Linked DNA regions of Hordeum vulgare: regions 2 and 3 are each linked to region 1. A link is a contact called in public Hi-C data. All regions are on one chromosome and are shown on one strand. The core of a region is the stretch at or near the end of the contact, and the rest is flanking DNA. Distances in the headings are between cores, read along the strand shown.

What was found. A called contact is a pair of places that touch in the nucleus more often than the background predicts.
Region 2: a contact with region 1 is called in a Hi-C map of seedling, with 6 times the contacts expected there. The contact joins the promoter of LOC123444787 here to the promoter of LOC123444784 in region 1. A contact is called at or near these places in 2 of 6 Hi-C or Micro-C datasets (leaf and seedling).
Region 3: a Hi-C map of leaf shows a contact between it and region 1, with 2.7 times the contacts expected there. The contact joins the enhancer-like site here to the promoter of LOC123444784 in region 1. A contact is called at or near these places in 3 of 6 Hi-C or Micro-C datasets (leaf and seedling).

The regions. Positions count from the first base shown.
Region 1 is chr3H:535,969,175-535,972,289 of MorexV3_pseudomolecules_assembly, reverse strand. It overlaps LOC123444784 (serine/threonine-protein kinase SAPK4), which reads left to right and starts at 1,478. Exons shown (of 9, transcript XM_045121626.1): 1 at 1,478-1,839; 2 at 2,000-2,074; 3 at 2,549-2,650; 4 at 2,739-2,792; 5 at 3,025-3,115. The coding sequence starts at 1,720.
Region 2 is chr3H:536,196,798-536,199,912 of MorexV3_pseudomolecules_assembly, reverse strand. LOC123444787 (photosystem II 22 kDa protein 1, chloroplastic) reads left to right here and starts at 1,591. Exons shown (of 4, transcript XM_045121630.1): 1 at 1,591-1,902; 2 at 2,014-2,127. The coding sequence starts at 1,690. It overlaps TRNAQ-UUG (a tRNA gene), which reads right to left and starts at 762; the gene lies at 691-762. TRNAQ-UUG (a tRNA gene) reads right to left here and starts at 622; the gene lies at 551-622.
Region 3 is chr3H:536,100,224-536,103,338 of MorexV3_pseudomolecules_assembly, reverse strand. No RefSeq gene overlaps it. Among protein-coding and RNA genes, the nearest start is that of LOC123444787, 97 kb to the left of the region's middle. Within about 2 kb of position 1,433, at least 3 of the 3 cell types and tissues checked have open chromatin away from gene starts, as enhancers often do. A contact at or near this core is called in leaf and seedling, where this site is marked.

The DNA.
Region 1 (3,115 bases), core at 229-2,728:
CACAAATCAATCGTCTGGGTTAGGATCGATTTTGACTCCTACCTAACAATATGTGTAATTTCTTGTACATATCTTATATCTTCTACTCCCTCCGTTTCTAAATATAAGTCTTTGAAGAGATTCCAGTACAAGATTACATACGGATGTATATAGACATACTTTAGAGTGTAGATTTAACCATTTTGCTTCGTATGTAGTCACCTAATAAAATCTCTTAAAAGACTTATATCTAAGAACGAAGGGAGTATAAAGCTATGGTACGTCTTTAACGTATCTAAACCTGGGAATGGTTATTAGAAAACCGGGTCTAACGGTTCGGTTATTAATTTGGGTTTGATTGGTTTTGGTTTTATTGGATTGAGCTTTTTTAGTTTGGTTTTGGTTTGGGTATGTGAAGAAACCAGTTTGGGTATAGTTGGTTATGGGTTTAAACAGTTTGGTTATAAACGGTTATAAACTATGGATCCAAACCGGTTTCTAGGCATTGGTTATGTGCAATAACAAACTATGACCGAGAACGAATATCTTTGATTCGCATGCATGTTGTAACGCACTATATAATTATGTATTATTAGGAAATACCAAATAAAAATCGAAAGTATTTGCTTGTGATTTGGCTAAGCAATTTTGTTTCAATACACTTGTTAGTGAGCTATTCAAACATGGACTTTTTTTTTGCCTTTTGATGTGTGTTGACTTTATCTCAAGGATTATTTTGTTCTCAAACTGTTGTAGATGCACTTATACCTTTTCTATCTCATTTGCTTTTTAACTTGTCAATTTGTGTAATTATATATACATTAAAGCAAATCCATAGTTATGTATTGGTTATAAACCCACGGTTATTTATTGGGTTTAAGTTGGTTTGGGTGGAAAAAATAATGGGTTTAGTTTTGGTTGGGCTGAAAATGACATCAAATGGGTATGGTTTAAGTATGATTTTGAGAGATAAATGTAGGGTATGGTTCAAGTATGAAACCATTCTCAACTTTAAACGTACCCTGAAAGAAAAAACCCAAATCAGCCGGCTATAATAAGATAAACAAAGATACGATAAAGTAGAGCCGACACACAACGCTGTGATCAGATCAGTACACCATTTATTATACCCAGTGGGATCATTCCTCCGATGGAAACAGGTATTCATAGCAGGATACTACACCAAACGGATATTTTCCCTTTCCCCCCTCTTCCTCCCTCCCCAAGAGGGAGGATATTTTTCCTCCGCTGGAACCCCCGCAGAAAAAGAACCATTTTAGTCGGACGCATCGAATCCAGCGGCGAACAGGAACCGGCCAGCCAGGCGGCAGGGCCCACGCGCCACGGTGCGTGACACGGACCCGCCGACGGCGTGGCCCACTCCACCTCCCGTCCGGCTCCTCCTCCCCCTCGCTGGCCGCGCCCCCCCTCCCCGCCTGGGGTATATAACCCCGCCCGCGACACACGCCCACGCACCGCCCCCACACACGCGCCACCGCAGACGCAACCCGCGGCACGGCCCGGCCCGGAACCAACCTACCGAACGACGCACGCCACCGCACCGCACCGCGCCCTTTCCGCCGCCGCCGTGCCCTCCGTTCCGCGGCTCCGGCCGGCCGTCGTGGGCCCCCACGGGCTACGCGGGGATCGCACGCGCGCGGGGGGAGGCCGAGGGGCAGGGGCAGGGGTGCGCGGCCGGCGACGCGTGGGGGGTGCGGCTGGAGGCGGAGGAGGGAGGGGATGGAGAAGTACGAGGCGGTGCGGGACATCGGGTCGGGCAACTTCGGGGTGGCGCGGCTGATGCGCAACCGCGAGACCCGCGAGCTCGTCGCCGTCAAGTGCATCGAGCGCGGACACCGGGTTCGTTCGCTTGTCTCCTTCCCCTCCCTCGTCCTCTCCGCTTATTTATTTTTGTCTGTGCTATACATACATGGGGGGAGTAATTGGGGCTGGCCGGCTTTGCTCGTTCGGTGGGAGGTGGATTGATTAATTGCCGTTTTGGGGGATCTGTGCACTGCAGATTGACGAGAATGTCTACAGGGAGATCATCAACCACCGCTCGCTGCGCCACCCCAACATCATCCGCTTCAAGGAGGTTCGTGGAAAAAATCGTCGACATGGCACAATTATTTTCCTCTGTTTTTTTAAACATATTTTTTTGCGTTTCTCGATGCAAATCGTTGCAAGGTTACGGGTAGGAATGGTGCGGATGATGGTTTTCTTTTTTCCTGTAAAAAAATTCTCTTAACTGCATGTAGTGAGGAATCTTTTGATTGCTACCTAATCTTTGATACTTCCCTTCCTGATTTCGCTTTACGCAAGCCACTTGTATATTTGTGTGATTTGGGGAATGGATTCGCATGTTACAGATGCATGTCGTTGAGAGACACCTTCTCCGTGGCAATTATTCACCTGAAACATAAAGGCATGCGCATCTTTCTGTTTGCATTGTAACAGCACAAACTTTTAATGGAAGAAGGAATCAGATTGTGCTTTTAGCTTTATTTACTACTAGTTCCTTATCACAGCCACACACATGATTTTAATTGTTCCGGGGGGAATTCTCCAGGTGGTACTGACGCCAACAAATCTTATGATTGTCATGGAGTTCGCAGCAGGTGGGGAGCTGTTTGAGCGGATCTGTGATCGCGGGCGGTTCAGTGAGGATGAGGTCTCGTGATTTATTCCTGACTTTTATAATCTTATTATTTTCGATTCGGGTGGAAGAGCAATATTTAATCTGGTTTTGCTTCACACAGGCAAGGTATTTCTTTCAGCAGTTGATCTGTGGTGTGAGCTACTGCCATCACATGGTATGAACACACAAGCAAGAGTATCGTTAATACTAATAGTTTACATTCAAATCAGCAACCCATTTTCCTCAAGCACAAATGACTACTGTACCTACTGTTTCAACTTTCAAGTTTCTTTTATCTTTCACGGCTGGTTTCACTGTTAACCTTCTGCAGTTGGATGTATGAGCCAAGCTCTAGTGTACTGTATTTCTATTAACTTGATTCTCGGGATGGTCTTGTCATATACCAGCAAATATGCCATAGAGATTTGAAGCTGGAGAATGTTCTCTTGGATGGCAGTGCAGCTCCACGGCTCAAAATATGTGATTTTGGCTACTCCA
Region 2 (3,115 bases), core at 342-2,841, 230 kb before region 1:
TCAACATCTTTCTTTCTGTAGCGAGTATCTGTAGCAACAGAAGGTATGTGCACTGTACCATGAAAATACTTAATGTCAGTGAAAAAAGCGTGATTACAATGTACCATGTACTCTTCTGTACTAAAGTATTATAGTGTAAAAAAATTCTTATATTTTGATAGAGGGAGTAGATACCAAATGTCAGGAAAAAATATAAGTACATTGTAAAATGAAAAAAAAAGCGTGATTACAATGTACCATGTACTCTTCTGTACTAAAGTATTATATAGTGTAAAAAAATTCTTATATTTTGATAGAGGGAGTAGACACCAAATGTCAGGAAAAAATATAAGTACATTGTAAAATGAAAATAGCTAATAAATAACAGAGTACACATTTTAATAGTAATATTGGCTAAAAAAATATTCTGTACTAAAGTATTATAGTGTAAGAAAATTCTTATACTGTTTCAGGAAAAAATATAAGTACATTGTAAAATGAAAATAGCTAATAAATAACAGAGTACACATTTAAATAGTAATATTGGCTAAAAAAATCTTTCAAAAAATTAAGGTCTCGCCGGGATTCGAACCCAGGTCGCCAGATTCAAAGTCTGGAGTGCTAACCACTACACTACGAAACCATTTGATGTACTAATTTCCTGGTGATTCTATTTCTAGGTATATAAATTTAAGACAAAAGAAAAAAAGGAGGTCTCGCCGGGATTCGAACCCAGGTCGCCAGATTCAAAGTCTGGAGTGCTAACCACTACACTACGAAACCATTTGATGTGTGCTCTGCTCCGGTAGCCTTATTTATCCTATAAATAGAATAATTTCCTTTCTGTTAAGCTCCTTTTGAGTAGGGAATATCCGACGAATACAGCTTCCTTTTTTTTTTCCATTTCATTTTAGGCAAGGACTCCATTGCCATCACCTACCACTCTCCGGCTATCCTAGGACCGAAGCGGCGCTCAATGTGTTACACCGTTGGATATTGTCATGACGGATGTGAAACGCCAGTATCGTCTTCGTGGCCGAGGTCACGCCACAACGGGAGAATGCCACCGCTATGGCGAAGATGCGGAGTAGACTGAGTTCGTCGGACCTCGCGCGAAGATTCGGAGGCTGGAAATTCGGTTTGCTGATTTCCACCAGGCCACCACCAAAAAGGAATTACTAGCTCAGCGACGCATGGCGCTTCCGCTACCAGAAACGAAAGCCATGCCCAATCACAGTCCACTTCGCTACACTCCAACGTGGTACGCTACAAGTTTACTAGACAACATACCAGTGGCCTCCCACACGCGTGGCGCCGCTGCAGCCTGGCCCTGCAGCACTTTTCAGTGAGGCGAGTGCAGCAGCGTACCAACCACCTGCTACTGCTAGCCCGTCTGCTACTAGTGCCCCGTCAGCTTGGATCGATCGCACGAACCGTATCAGCTCGGAGGCCACTGGTCGGATACGGGGAAACGTGGTCTCTCGGGCGCCCTTCGCGCACCCTATCCTCGCCCACGCCGCTCGCCAATCGCGCGCCCCCGCAGCGCCACACGTACGCCCGGGAACACCCCGCGCGATCTCATAAAACGTGGCCGCGCGGCCGCAGAGCAGAGTCCCCCAGGCTATAGAACCCTCACAGCCACAGCCACAGCCACAGCCACAGACGAAGCGCGAAGCGATATCGTCGCGAGTGGGAGTCTAGCAGGCGGCCATGGCACAGTCGATGCTCATGTCCGGCGTCAACGGCGTGGCCTCCGGCAGGAGCCTGCTGCAGGCGGCCAGGCCGTCGTCGGCGTCCACGCCCTTCTCGCGGCTCGCGCTCTCCTCCTCCTCGGCGGCCTACTACAAGCACATGCCGTCCCTCTCCGTCCGGACCATGGCCCTGTTCGGCAAGTCCAAGACCAAGGCCGCGCCGGCCAAGAAGGTCAGCTCGCGCCTGGGCCTTACATGTTCATTGCCACCAATGCAGGTCTGGTGATGTCTTCCTCTCCTTGTAGTTGTCTGACGGCGTTGTGTTTTGATTATATATGTATAGGTCGTTGCGCCCAAGCCCAAGACGGAGGACGGCATCTTCGGCACGTCCGGCGGGATCGGTTTCACCAAGGAGAACGAGCTCTTCGTCGGCCGTGTTGCCATGATTGGCTTCGCCGTGAGTACCCCTGCGCCGTAATTTAATTACCATGCATCAACGTCTTTTATATATGTGCATGTGGACCAATCCAAGGCAATTCCAAGGGTAGAATAAGAACATAATTAACTAGCTGCTCAACATATTAAGTTATAGCAATCTGGTTTGCGTTGCCACAGGATGACATGTATATATGTCCCCGTACGTGGTAAGTTGATGATGAGCTCGTACTATCCAGTTCAAACAGAAAAATAGTTAAAGATAAATTAGAAACTGACCGAGGGGGAAATCTACGCACATATATACTATGAAATGATGTTAAAAGCTTATTCAAATGCTTAAAAAGATCAGAAAACACCATTTTCATTAATACTCCCTCCGTCCCAAAATAAGTGTCTTAAACTTAGTACAAATTTATACTAGAGCTAGTACAAAGTTAAGACAGCTATTTTGGGACAGGGGGAGTATCAATGAAAATGGTGTTTTTCTAGGATACTATAACGGCGTAGACTACTATAACCTACCTCAGTATATCATGTTTTGGTTTTGCACAGGGCATAAAAAATGTCCTACATTTTGTTACGGAGGTAGTAATAAATATATGTGGATTTGCTATAATAGTGTAGCATTTAAACTACCCAAATATTTCAAATCAAAAGTGTTCAATAGTTCAAAGAAAGTTATACATAACTTATAATATGTTTTGTAATTATTTAACTTGTTTCTAAAATTTCAGTTTTTGTCCCAAATTTTCATAAAACAAAATAGTACCGCAAATTTAGTCTATAGATTATACTACTACTCTAGAATGAGATAGGGCTGAGAAGAGGTTGGTGCTGATCAAACGGGTTTAGAATAGGACTGAGACTCACTAAACATCAGAATAGTCAATATTAAATTAGTACTCCCTCCGTTCCATAATATAAGTCTTTGTAAAGATTCCACTAGAGGACTACATACGGATGTATATAGACATACTTTAGAGGATAGATTCATTCATTTTGCTTTG
Region 3 (3,115 bases), core at 184-2,683, 130 kb before region 1:
AAAACTTTTTTCATGAGTTGTAGATGCTCTAAGATATGATATCCTGATATATATGGGTACAACCAGAAAGGGAATAATCCCATATCTAAGCTAACCTCTGCCCGACGACGATGATTCTCAAGCCCAAGCGGCATGACATGCCAGGCAGACGGACAGAATGACAGAGCAGCACTATAAGGAATATGCAAACCAACAAAAACAAGAGAGGAATGATAATAAAGTGTGTCTGATATAAGCTTAACTGTTATTCTTAGGTGTTGGTTGGCTTTCGCGGGGGCCACGCCGCAACTTTGCAAGCAAGCTAGCTGCTATCCAGTACTGGATTTTATTTTTATTCTTTGAGTCAGATAGCTTCTTTTCCCCCTGGTGGTTAAGCAACCGTAGTTTTATGGGGTGGTACATACGTATACCTTACGTACGTATTGAGTACTGTACAACTTTTGTATGTCTGATGTGAAGCTTAGTTAGGTGTGCTACTATATGCTTGCTGCGGTCCTGCGGCTAGCTGCGCACGCTGGACCGTTGCCGAGGTATCACGGCTTCGATCGTGAATACGATCATTAGCAGATTATCAGTTAGTTAATCGCATAGTTTAAGGTAGGGAACTAATGGGCCGTCGTGCTCAAGCTATCTATTAACAGAATCTCTTAAGCTGCTGTTGTTCCGTCATAATCGCACTGTTCGTATGTGAGGCGTATGCGGTGGACCATGCCTCACATGGCCTTGCCAGTGGCCACAGTGCAACAATGAATGAATGGCCGGCCCCACAGGGATATGGCGCATTAAGTTGTTTCTCGGAGGTGCCATCGCAGTAGCACACGTACTCAGAAAGCTCCTTGGTTAATTAATTCACTATTAATCAAAGGAAGCTAAACAAAGTTGGAATACTGTGTGTATTAACTGTGATTTGACAGGAAGAAATGTATGTCGCAATCGGATAAACTTCTCTGCGGGAACGTGAACGCGTACGCTTGAGTTTGGGGTGGTGGGTTTTTACCGTAGAGCGTCGTGCTCTACCCGTGACCTTGTCAAGAAATTTCTACCCTATAATGAGGAGAGACGTGCGCCGGCATACCGTACTCGACACGTGCACCCACGCAGAGCTACGTATTTCCAGTAGGATACATTTTCTCTGAAATGAAAATAAAACGAACCATGATTATTATTTTTGCAAGTAAATGTACTAATACTACGAATTAACCGCATCGGATCGTACCATCGTGGTTTATAAAAATATATTTTGGTGAATTCTGTCGAGGATCACATGTTGTGCGCCCCTCCACCGGGTTCTGCATCTTGGCTGCCAAAATCCACGTAGCCAGCCGGACAAAGGATAGTGTAGCCAACTAGCCACGTCGATCCACCCATCCACCTGCTCGTGTCCCGTGGGCTCCGGGCCACGTGGGCGGGCCGGTGTGCCACGCGGACGGGTCGGAAAGCCGGGGCTCTCGTCCTCACGCGTTGTCGTTTCTACCGTGCCACATGTGCCTACGTGTGGCTTGGAGCCAGTAGCTTCACACCGAAGAAAAATGATCTACAGTACATATTTATTTACAATTTCCTCATCGTACACTCGTGCACAAGACACGTATCCGGTTTCGAGACTCAACACAAGAATATTGCCCTACTATATGACATTTTCTTTCGAATTTTAATGGTGGTATCCTTAACTGCGGTGCCGACTTGGTCGATACTCGGTAGATCTCAACGTCTACATCAGAGTTAGTAGATATTTCCACGGGAAAACATAGAGTAATTTGGATATTTTTGTGTCGTCATGTCACGGTCGTGCGTTGCGGCAACCACTAAGCCGTTGCTTAGACTAATACCAATATCTTGGGTCCAGTCGACGGCAGGGTAGATAAAAAGTACAGGCAATTTGAACGTAAAAAACGTATCTTCGTTCCTGCACCAGGGCCAGCACTGCTGATTTGTTGGTGCGAACACAGGGGGGCTAGGCCAGATGCATGATACGGTGGCACATGCGGTTGTTTCCTGCTCGTTTGAGAAGATGAAGAAGAAAGACAAAACCTGCCTATGGGTAGCAGTGGCATGGATTGATCTGATCTCTGACGTGAATCTCTGTCCCTCGTTCGTCCCGCTCTGTTTTCTTTCTGTAGCCGGATTACTAGGCCGGACCCCGAATTCAGCCTCCGGGGCCAGATCGTATCCTATCCTCACGCCAACGAATCAAATCCCTATCCTGTTGGCCCCAATCACTGCTAGCACAGTTCATCCGTCTCCCTGCACCCCAAATCCTCCGGGTTTATTCTTCGGTTGAGAGATTTCTCGCCTCGACGATCCGGACCCAAGGTCAGATCGGAGAAGACCGCTGTTGTTGCGTTCGGTTAAGCAACGCAACACAACACAACACAACAGAGAACGTCACGCGTGGAACGGCGCCACCACCTTTCCTTGCGATCGGCAGAAAGAAGAAGAGAATCGACCCATGCAGTAACAGGCGACGAGACGGTAAACAGTGGCACTTGTCACTCGTCCGCGGCCGCGGGTCGCGGTCGGGGGTCTCCGCCGGCCAAGCGCGCGACGTTTCGTAACGTGCGAGTACGTGCCGACGGGTGTCGCCGCCGGTGTGAACTGTGGGGCGTCTGCGTGGTGAACGCACAGTGCTCGGCGGCGTCGGCGGCCTGGTGAATGCACGCCGCGGGCTTGGGTTGTGTCTTACTTTACGGAGAAAACAACATCGCTGTTGATTTATACCCTTCATGCCACACTGCGTCCGACACGTGATTTCTGCTGCTTCTTTTCTTATTTGAGGTCGTAATCAGTATGAAAACATGAGTTTTTTTAACAATACATACACAAACGCTCATATACATACGTAACATACGCATACACTCATTCATATGAACACACGTATGCATATCATACTTTTACGCAGGGGCGGACCTAGAAACTTTATTGAGTGGGGGCATATTCTAACACATTTTGTATAAATTTAGAGAGTTTTAGTATATATTTTCTAAACATACAATCTAATTCTACAGGATTTCCAAAACTTGAATGGGGCCATGGCCCCCACTGACATCAACGTGGATCCGCCCCTGCTTTTACGAGAATTTCCGATAGGTTAAGCCGTCATATCATTTTGAGATTT